2 separate regions of the Hordeum vulgare genome follow, and region 2 is linked to region 1. The links are chromatin contacts, called in public Hi-C maps. All regions are on one chromosome and are shown on one strand. The core of a region is the stretch at or near the end of the contact, and the rest is flanking DNA. Distances in the headings are between cores, read along the strand shown. Region 1 holds the start of LOC123424594. Region 2 holds the start of LOC123424596.

What was found. A called contact is a pair of places that touch in the nucleus more often than the background predicts.
Region 2: a Hi-C map of seedling shows a contact between it and region 1, with 3 times the contacts expected there. The contact joins the promoter of LOC123424596 here to the promoter of LOC123424594 in region 1. A contact is called at or near these places in 2 of 6 Hi-C or Micro-C datasets (leaf and seedling).

Annotation. Positions count from the first base shown.
Region 1 is chr2H:26,382,641-26,386,030 of MorexV3_pseudomolecules_assembly, reverse strand. LOC123424594 reads left to right here and starts at 1,674. Exons shown (of 28, transcript XM_045108233.1): 1 at 1,674-1,962; 2 at 2,364-2,523; 3 at 2,605-2,700; 4 at 2,786-2,900; 5 at 2,984-3,146; 6 at 3,363-3,390. The coding sequence starts at 1,775.
Region 2 is chr2H:26,548,447-26,551,836 of MorexV3_pseudomolecules_assembly, reverse strand. It overlaps LOC123424596, which reads left to right and starts at 1,774. Exons shown (of 24, transcript XM_045108238.1): 1 at 1,774-1,889; 2 at 2,035-2,195; 3 at 2,610-2,694; 4 at 3,109-3,162. The coding sequence starts at 1,851. It overlaps LOC123425132 (increased DNA methylation 1-like), which reads right to left and starts at 1,465. Exons shown (of 5, transcript XM_045108806.1): 1 at 241-1,465; 2 at 1-108. The coding sequence starts at 1,465.

The DNA.
Region 1 (3,390 bases), core at 425-2,924:
GTCGATTAGATTGAATAGATTGGCTTGGTCGTCTTCGAAGTGGTATAATTTTTGTTACATAAGACAAAATTATGTGTTGTATGATACTAAGGAGCTTAACGAGTTGCTCGCCTACACGTCCGCTCGAGTGGACTGGCCCAATAACCTGAGCGCGAGAAGTTTTAGGAAGGTTCTATCTACAGTTTGGATTGATTTTACGAACCTTCTATTTCTGTTTTTTTCCTGTGTTTTTCTTTATGGGTTCTTATTGGGTTTCTTTCGTTTTTTAGATTTCCTTTTTTCCTTTTCTTTTTTTTTCTATTTCAAATTCATGTCGATTGTTTTAATACACCTTGAATATTTTTCGTATGCATATTGAACATTTTTCAGTTTCATGTTGAACATATATTCGAATCACACATTTGTACAATGCACATTTGAACATTTTTTATATACACAATTAACAAATTTTAAAAATGCCATTAACAGTTTTTGTAAAATGAGCAAAATAATTCTGAAGTGTTTATGAACAGTTTTTCAAATGGCACAAACATTTTTATACGTTATGAACATTTCAGAAAATTGTACGAACACAATTTTATATTCCACAAACATTTTTCTAAAATGCCATGAACATGTATTTTAATCGTGGACATTTGTAACTGTCATGAATAAATTTTAATTGTACAAACATCTTTTTACAATTATGCGAACATATTTTCATATTTTTTTACCAATTATGCGAGGCAAAACAGAGGAGGTTCTGCAGCTGCTATTTGTCGAGATGCGAACGGAAATTACATGGGCAGTTCATCCCTAGTCATCCCTGGAGTTCATGATGTAGCGACCCTTGAAGCAATCGCGTGTAGGGAGGCGTTGTCTTTGACGGAAGATCTGCTGGTGCACAACTTTATTATAGCCTCGGACTCTAAACAAGCAATCAATGACATCAATCTTGGCAACAGGGGATGTATGGTTCGATCATATAGGAGATCAATGACGGCGCTATCGGCTTTAACTGTACCTTTACCTTTGAGGGACGGGCAACGAATGCTGACGCCCATAACATTGCTAAATTTTCACTTTCCTTACAACCGGGGCACCATTTGTGGCTTGGTCATCCCCATGCAAATTGTATCCCACAAACTATGGATTATGATCAATAAAGTTTGGTTTCACCTCTAAAAAATGAATGTGTTTTTTTAAATCTAATCATTTTTCTAAATGTTGTGCATTCATTTCAATGGTTACTAATATTTTTCGTATGTCATGAATATCTTTTCGAAAGTGGATGAGCAAATGCTGTGAACAAATTTTGCACGAACAAAAATGCCTCCGAGCATACAATTTGTTGAAAACATTTTTGGAGTACATATACATATAAAGAAAGGAAAAGCAAAAAAAAAACCAGCAAAAGGGTACCAAGCCTCCATCAACTATTGTATTTTCATTAGGTTGTGCATAAACTTTTTTTATAAGAGGGTGTGCATCAACTATTGCTTTTTTTTTAAAAGGTTTGTAGGTCTCCATCAACCATTGCTGCACAAGCGTGAACGCTGTGAAGATGGGCCTGGCCCATGAGCAACAGAGTTCAATCATGTCGCTGCTCGTCCCATGATACCCAACAGGCCCGCTTACGCCCCGATTGGATACTTAAAGGCACACCAAAAGGGCCGAGCCATTAATAATTTATTAAGCAAGAAACAGAAAAAGGTTTAAAGAGGGGGAAGAAACCACCACTGCTCCCAGGACGCGCGTCGCCGGGGATCGCCGGAGCTAGGGTTCCGACGGCCCGATGGCGGTGGCCCTCCCGCCAGCCCTCCCTCCCCACGGCCTCCCCCACCCGGACGCCTCTGCCGGGGACATGGGCCCGCGCCTCCTGCAGGTGCGCGGGCTCCGCCGGCTGCCGCTCCACGAGCTCGTCCCCCGCCTCGCCGAGCTCCGCGCCGACGAGGCCGGCCCCGTGCGCAAGCTCGTCGCCGAGTGAGTAATCCCGCCTCCCGCCCCTCTCATCGGTCCGTTCCGTCGGGGCGCTTCGGTGCTCCGTTCCGCTAGTCAGTTCCGTCCGCAGCTTAACCTTGCTGCCTCCTGCCAGTCCGAGTCGATGAAACTTAAATTGATGCCGAATCCCGCAACGAAAGTAGCAGCGAAGTTCCAACCAAATGTGTAATCTTTCTGTTATAAAACGTTCTGGAGTTCCATGCGTTGCGGTGGGCAGTTACTCAAATGTGCAATTTGCTTACTAGCAGTAGTACCAAATGCCAAGGTTTCATGCGGTGGAATGGCGGCCGAATGCTTTCTGCCATGATATCATCTGATCTTGTTCTTGCCACACACCGAAGTATCTTGACTTATGCTTAATTCGACTCGTCCACCTGACATAGGATGATTGGTGAGATTGGGTCAAAGCACACTGTTTTTATACCCGACATGATGCCCTCTCTGCTGGATCTTCTGAATGACGAGACGCCGGCGGTCGCGAGACAGGCTGTTAAAACGGGAACAGACTTATTTGCCAAAGTACTGCAAGAGCTCGTTGTCCAGGTAACGCTAACAGCAGCACCTATAAGAGTTGCCTGTGTGTAGACTTTGACTCATATTGCTGTCTGCCGGTCCTAAATCCAGGGTTTGTTCTCGAGTGGGGGGATCGACGATTCGCTCAAATCATCATGGGAATGGATGCTCAAGCTTAAATCAGCGGTGTCGCTCATGGCATTCCAGGTAAGCGACTATCCTCTTTTTCGCATCCAGTTAATTGCATCATCTTGGCTTACAGTTCCTTTCATTTTTGGCATCTCCATGTCAGCCTACCGGCAATGAAGGAGTCAGGTTGCTGGCTGTTAAGTTTGTTGAGAAAACAGTTCTTATGCACACCCCGGATCCTAATATCGCATCTGATCCACCAAACCAAGCCATAGAAGGTAGAACAGTGCTGTACTAGTTTGTACGAATGGCCTGTTTAACATTTGGATTTATGACATCATAATCTGGCAATCCTTTTTAGATATGGGATTCAATATAGCATGGTTAAGGGGAGGTCACCCTTTGCTTAATGTTGGTGACCTAGCCATGGAAGCCAGCCAGAGCCTGGGACTGTTGCTAGAACAACTGAAGTCTCCTAAAATAAGACTACTCAGCACTTCGATGATCATTGTCTTCGTTACTAGGTTGGCCTCATCCATTTGTATTCCATTATATATTTATTTTGTGCATGTGCAGTTTGTATCATCTTTCGAGCAAATAAATTTCCTGAAAGATGATGCTGTGTCATTTCCTCATTCTGTTTGTAGAAATTTTTCAGGTTATAGCCCCTTACATTAGCATCTGTATATGTTCCGCTGCATGTGTTTCTTACCTCATCTTCTAATATCAACTTCTCCCAGTCTCTCTGCTATTGCTCAAAGAAGGCCC
Region 2 (3,390 bases), core at 525-3,024, 170 kb before region 1:
GTCCTTGCAGACGCTGGAAAACGTTCGAGCAGTCATGGCTGCAGAGCCATGGCCCTTCCGGGCAGCACTCGAGCCGGTCGCCTCTGCTCCTGATGCAGCCGGCATGGTCTGTAAAATCAAACGGAGATGAATAAGCATGCATGCAGTAGAATCCATGAAATGCCAGCATGCAGTAGATATTCAATGCACATTGTAGCTAGATTCTCGGAGTGATTTGGGATGTATTAAATGTACACTTACACTCTCGCTCGCATTGGTCGCAGTAGATCGCCGTCTTGTCGGTGAACTCGCCGTCGGCGTCGAGGTCGAACTCGCTGGAGCCGCAAACGGCGCACCTGCAGGAGGGGCAGAACCACTCCCCTTGCGGGGTGGCGTCGAGGCCGACGCAGCCGTGGTGGAACGTGGAGGGGCAGCAGTCGCAGAGCAGCACGTCGCCGAAGTCGGCGCAGACGGAGCACACGAAGTCGCCGCCCTCCAGCTCGGGCGGGCATTTGCGCTTCAGCCTCGCGCGCGGCGACGGCGAGCCCATGGTCTTGTTGCCGCCGCCGCCGTGGGCACGCATCAGCTGAACCAGGCACTGCGACAGCGACCTGCCGTCGTTGAGGTACACGCTCGCCGACGGCCGCTCGGCGCCGCACTCGCCGCCGAGGGCGTGGGCCGCGAACTCTGCCACGGTGAAGGACTTGCGGCCGCAGCCGCACGCGCACCGTATGGTCCCTTGCGCGGTGAGCGTGCCCTGCTTGACCGGAGGCTCGTCCCTGGTTCGCTTGTAGGACAGCTTGGCCGTCGGGGGAACGATCTTCTTGTCCATGAGCACCGCGATGATCGTCCTTGAGCGGGTCGGCTGGCACGCCGCCGCCGCCGCAGCAGCAGCAGCCTGAGCCTTGTCGCCGTCTTTGGTCCTCGGCCGCAGCACGCGCACCAGCGACGCCGCGGGGGACGCAGCACAAAGTTGAGGAGGCGCCGACGACGCTTTCTTCCTCTTTCTGGCGGCGTATTTCTCGAGGGCGTCGTCGGCGTAGAGCGCGGAGACCCTCCTCATCTTCCGGTGCTTCGCGAGGCAGCACTCCCTGGAGAACGGGTTGCGGACGGCCGGCCCACGCTCGTCCTCGCCGCCGCCAAAACCCGTCTCACGGCCGCCATTTTCCGCATTGATCTCCTTGCTCTTCCTGGACGAGCAATCCGGCGCCGCGCTCTTCCTCTTCATACCCGGCTTGCCGCTCGTCCTACTCCTCGGCGGCGCGGTGCTGAACTGCTGGAACTTCTTGCAGGCGACGATGAGGGAGATGTAGGAGGCGCCGTGGGGCGCCTGGTAGCGGAGCTCCTGGCGGCCGTCGCACTTGGCCTTCTTGTACAAGGTCCAGCCGGAGGAGAGCAGGCTGTCCCTGGCCCTGCGCCGCAGCTCGTCGCCGCCCGGGCCGCGGCCGCCGCCGGCCATGAACTCGACGTACTCCGCGATGGCCATGGTCGTCGTCCGGCGCGATGGGAGCTTGGGAAGACGGATCGCTTTCCGTTGAGGTACCTACCAATTCCGGCGGATGGCGAGTGTTGTTGGCATCGGTTATGATCGCAGGTGTTGGCCGGTATATATCGGTTACGAGCCGTGGTGCGAGTCGGATACGTAGGAGCCTCGGCCCTCGGTGTGATTTTTGGTGAGCCCGACCCGGGCCCGGCCCGTCTCCCGTTGCCGTACCCGCTTCCCATAGTCGCTCTCGCCCACTTTCGTCTTCACCTCACCCGCTCCCCCCCCCCCCCCCCGCCCCCCTTGCTGCCGCGAACCAGTCACCAGTCCTCGCCGCCGTCGCCGTCGACGTCCCCGCCGCAGCCGGCGTCGAACCGCCCCGTCCCCGATGTTCGCGAAGCGCTTCCTGCAGAAGAAGCTGCACCAGGTCTCGCCCCGTCCCCTCCCCCGCTCTGTCCCGTCAGATTTGGGGTCGACCAGATCACCTTCGCCGGGGCTGGCCGGCGGGGTTTCCTTCCGGAGCTGACACTGTCCTTCTGCTGGTGATTCTGTGTGTCTGGCTGTTGCTGCAGGGAGGGGGCGGAGAAAAAGGAGGAGGTGGTGGAGGAGGGGCGGCGGCGGCCGGCGATGCGGCCCAGCTGGACGCGCAGATCGCGCTCCACTACGGGGTCCCCTACGCCGCCTCCGTCATGGCGTTCGACCCCGTGCAGCGGCTCCTCGCCGTCGGGACGCTGTGAGTCCCCAACCTCCACTGCAAAATAGTACTCCCTCCGTCCCAAAATAAATGTCTCAACTTTGTATTAGCTCTAATACAAAGTTGTACTAAGCTTGAGACAGTCATTTTGGGACGGAGGGAGTACTAAAACCGAAGCTGATGTCTCTGTCAAGTTGTGTTTACTCTCTGAGCCCGAGCAGCAAACCATTTCCTGTCATACAGAAAGGCATCCAAATAAGCATGTAAAGCAGGTCATGCATTTGCAGTGTTCCATCCCGCCTTCAGCTCTTAGGCTTGAACACTTAATGCGTGTTGAGATCATTGATCGATTCGAGCTAGTAGAGCATGCCGGCAAGCCGTTGAGCACGTTTTCTGTGTCCATGTCGTGTTCACCTCCTGTTGGATTGATGGTGACCGCGCTTCAAACTGCAGGGATGGCAGGATAAAAATCTTTGGGGGTGATAATATTGAAGGCATCCTCATATCGCCAAAGAGCATGCCATACAAGTATCTTCAGGTTTGGCTTTCCATCCAATGACTGATCATTATCTACTTTCACCATGCGTGTTTAGACAATGAACTCAGTGGAAAAATGCTGAGTTCTTTTTTTTTTTTTTTAGTTTGGGTTGGTTTGAAGTGGAGGGTGTTCCTTTTCTAGTGAAGTCGATTTTATCTTTGACTGAAACTCTAGCCAGTACAGTCCTTTGGGTTCCTTCCATGTTACTTGCCTCAGTAAATTGTACACTTTCACCCTCTGGCCTCTGCCTTAGTTATATAGTTCTCTGAAGAAACTGCGTGCCACCAGAAGCTACTTTTGCATGCTACACTAGTAACTAGCTACTTTGTACTTGCTTACGTCTTTCGTAACCTCTAAAACCCTATATCTGATTGCCAGTTGTAAAAGTGAGTAATGGATTGTCATGTATTGCAGTTTATACAAAATCAGGGGATACTAATTGCAGTTTCTAATGAGAATGAAATCCAGGTATGGCATTGAGAGATAGCTGTTTGTTGTATCCAATTTCCTTTTCTTTTTCATCCTTCTGCTTTTTGGAGAAAGTTTTTTCCCTTTTACGTTGGAGACTACCACTACTCTTATATGTATAAATAAGGTGTCCAATGCATTCATGCTCATGGATTGCTTCACACTCCAACTTTCCACATTATATGCTGTTTAAATACAACATGTGAAGATTCTAAGCTCACTTCAGCA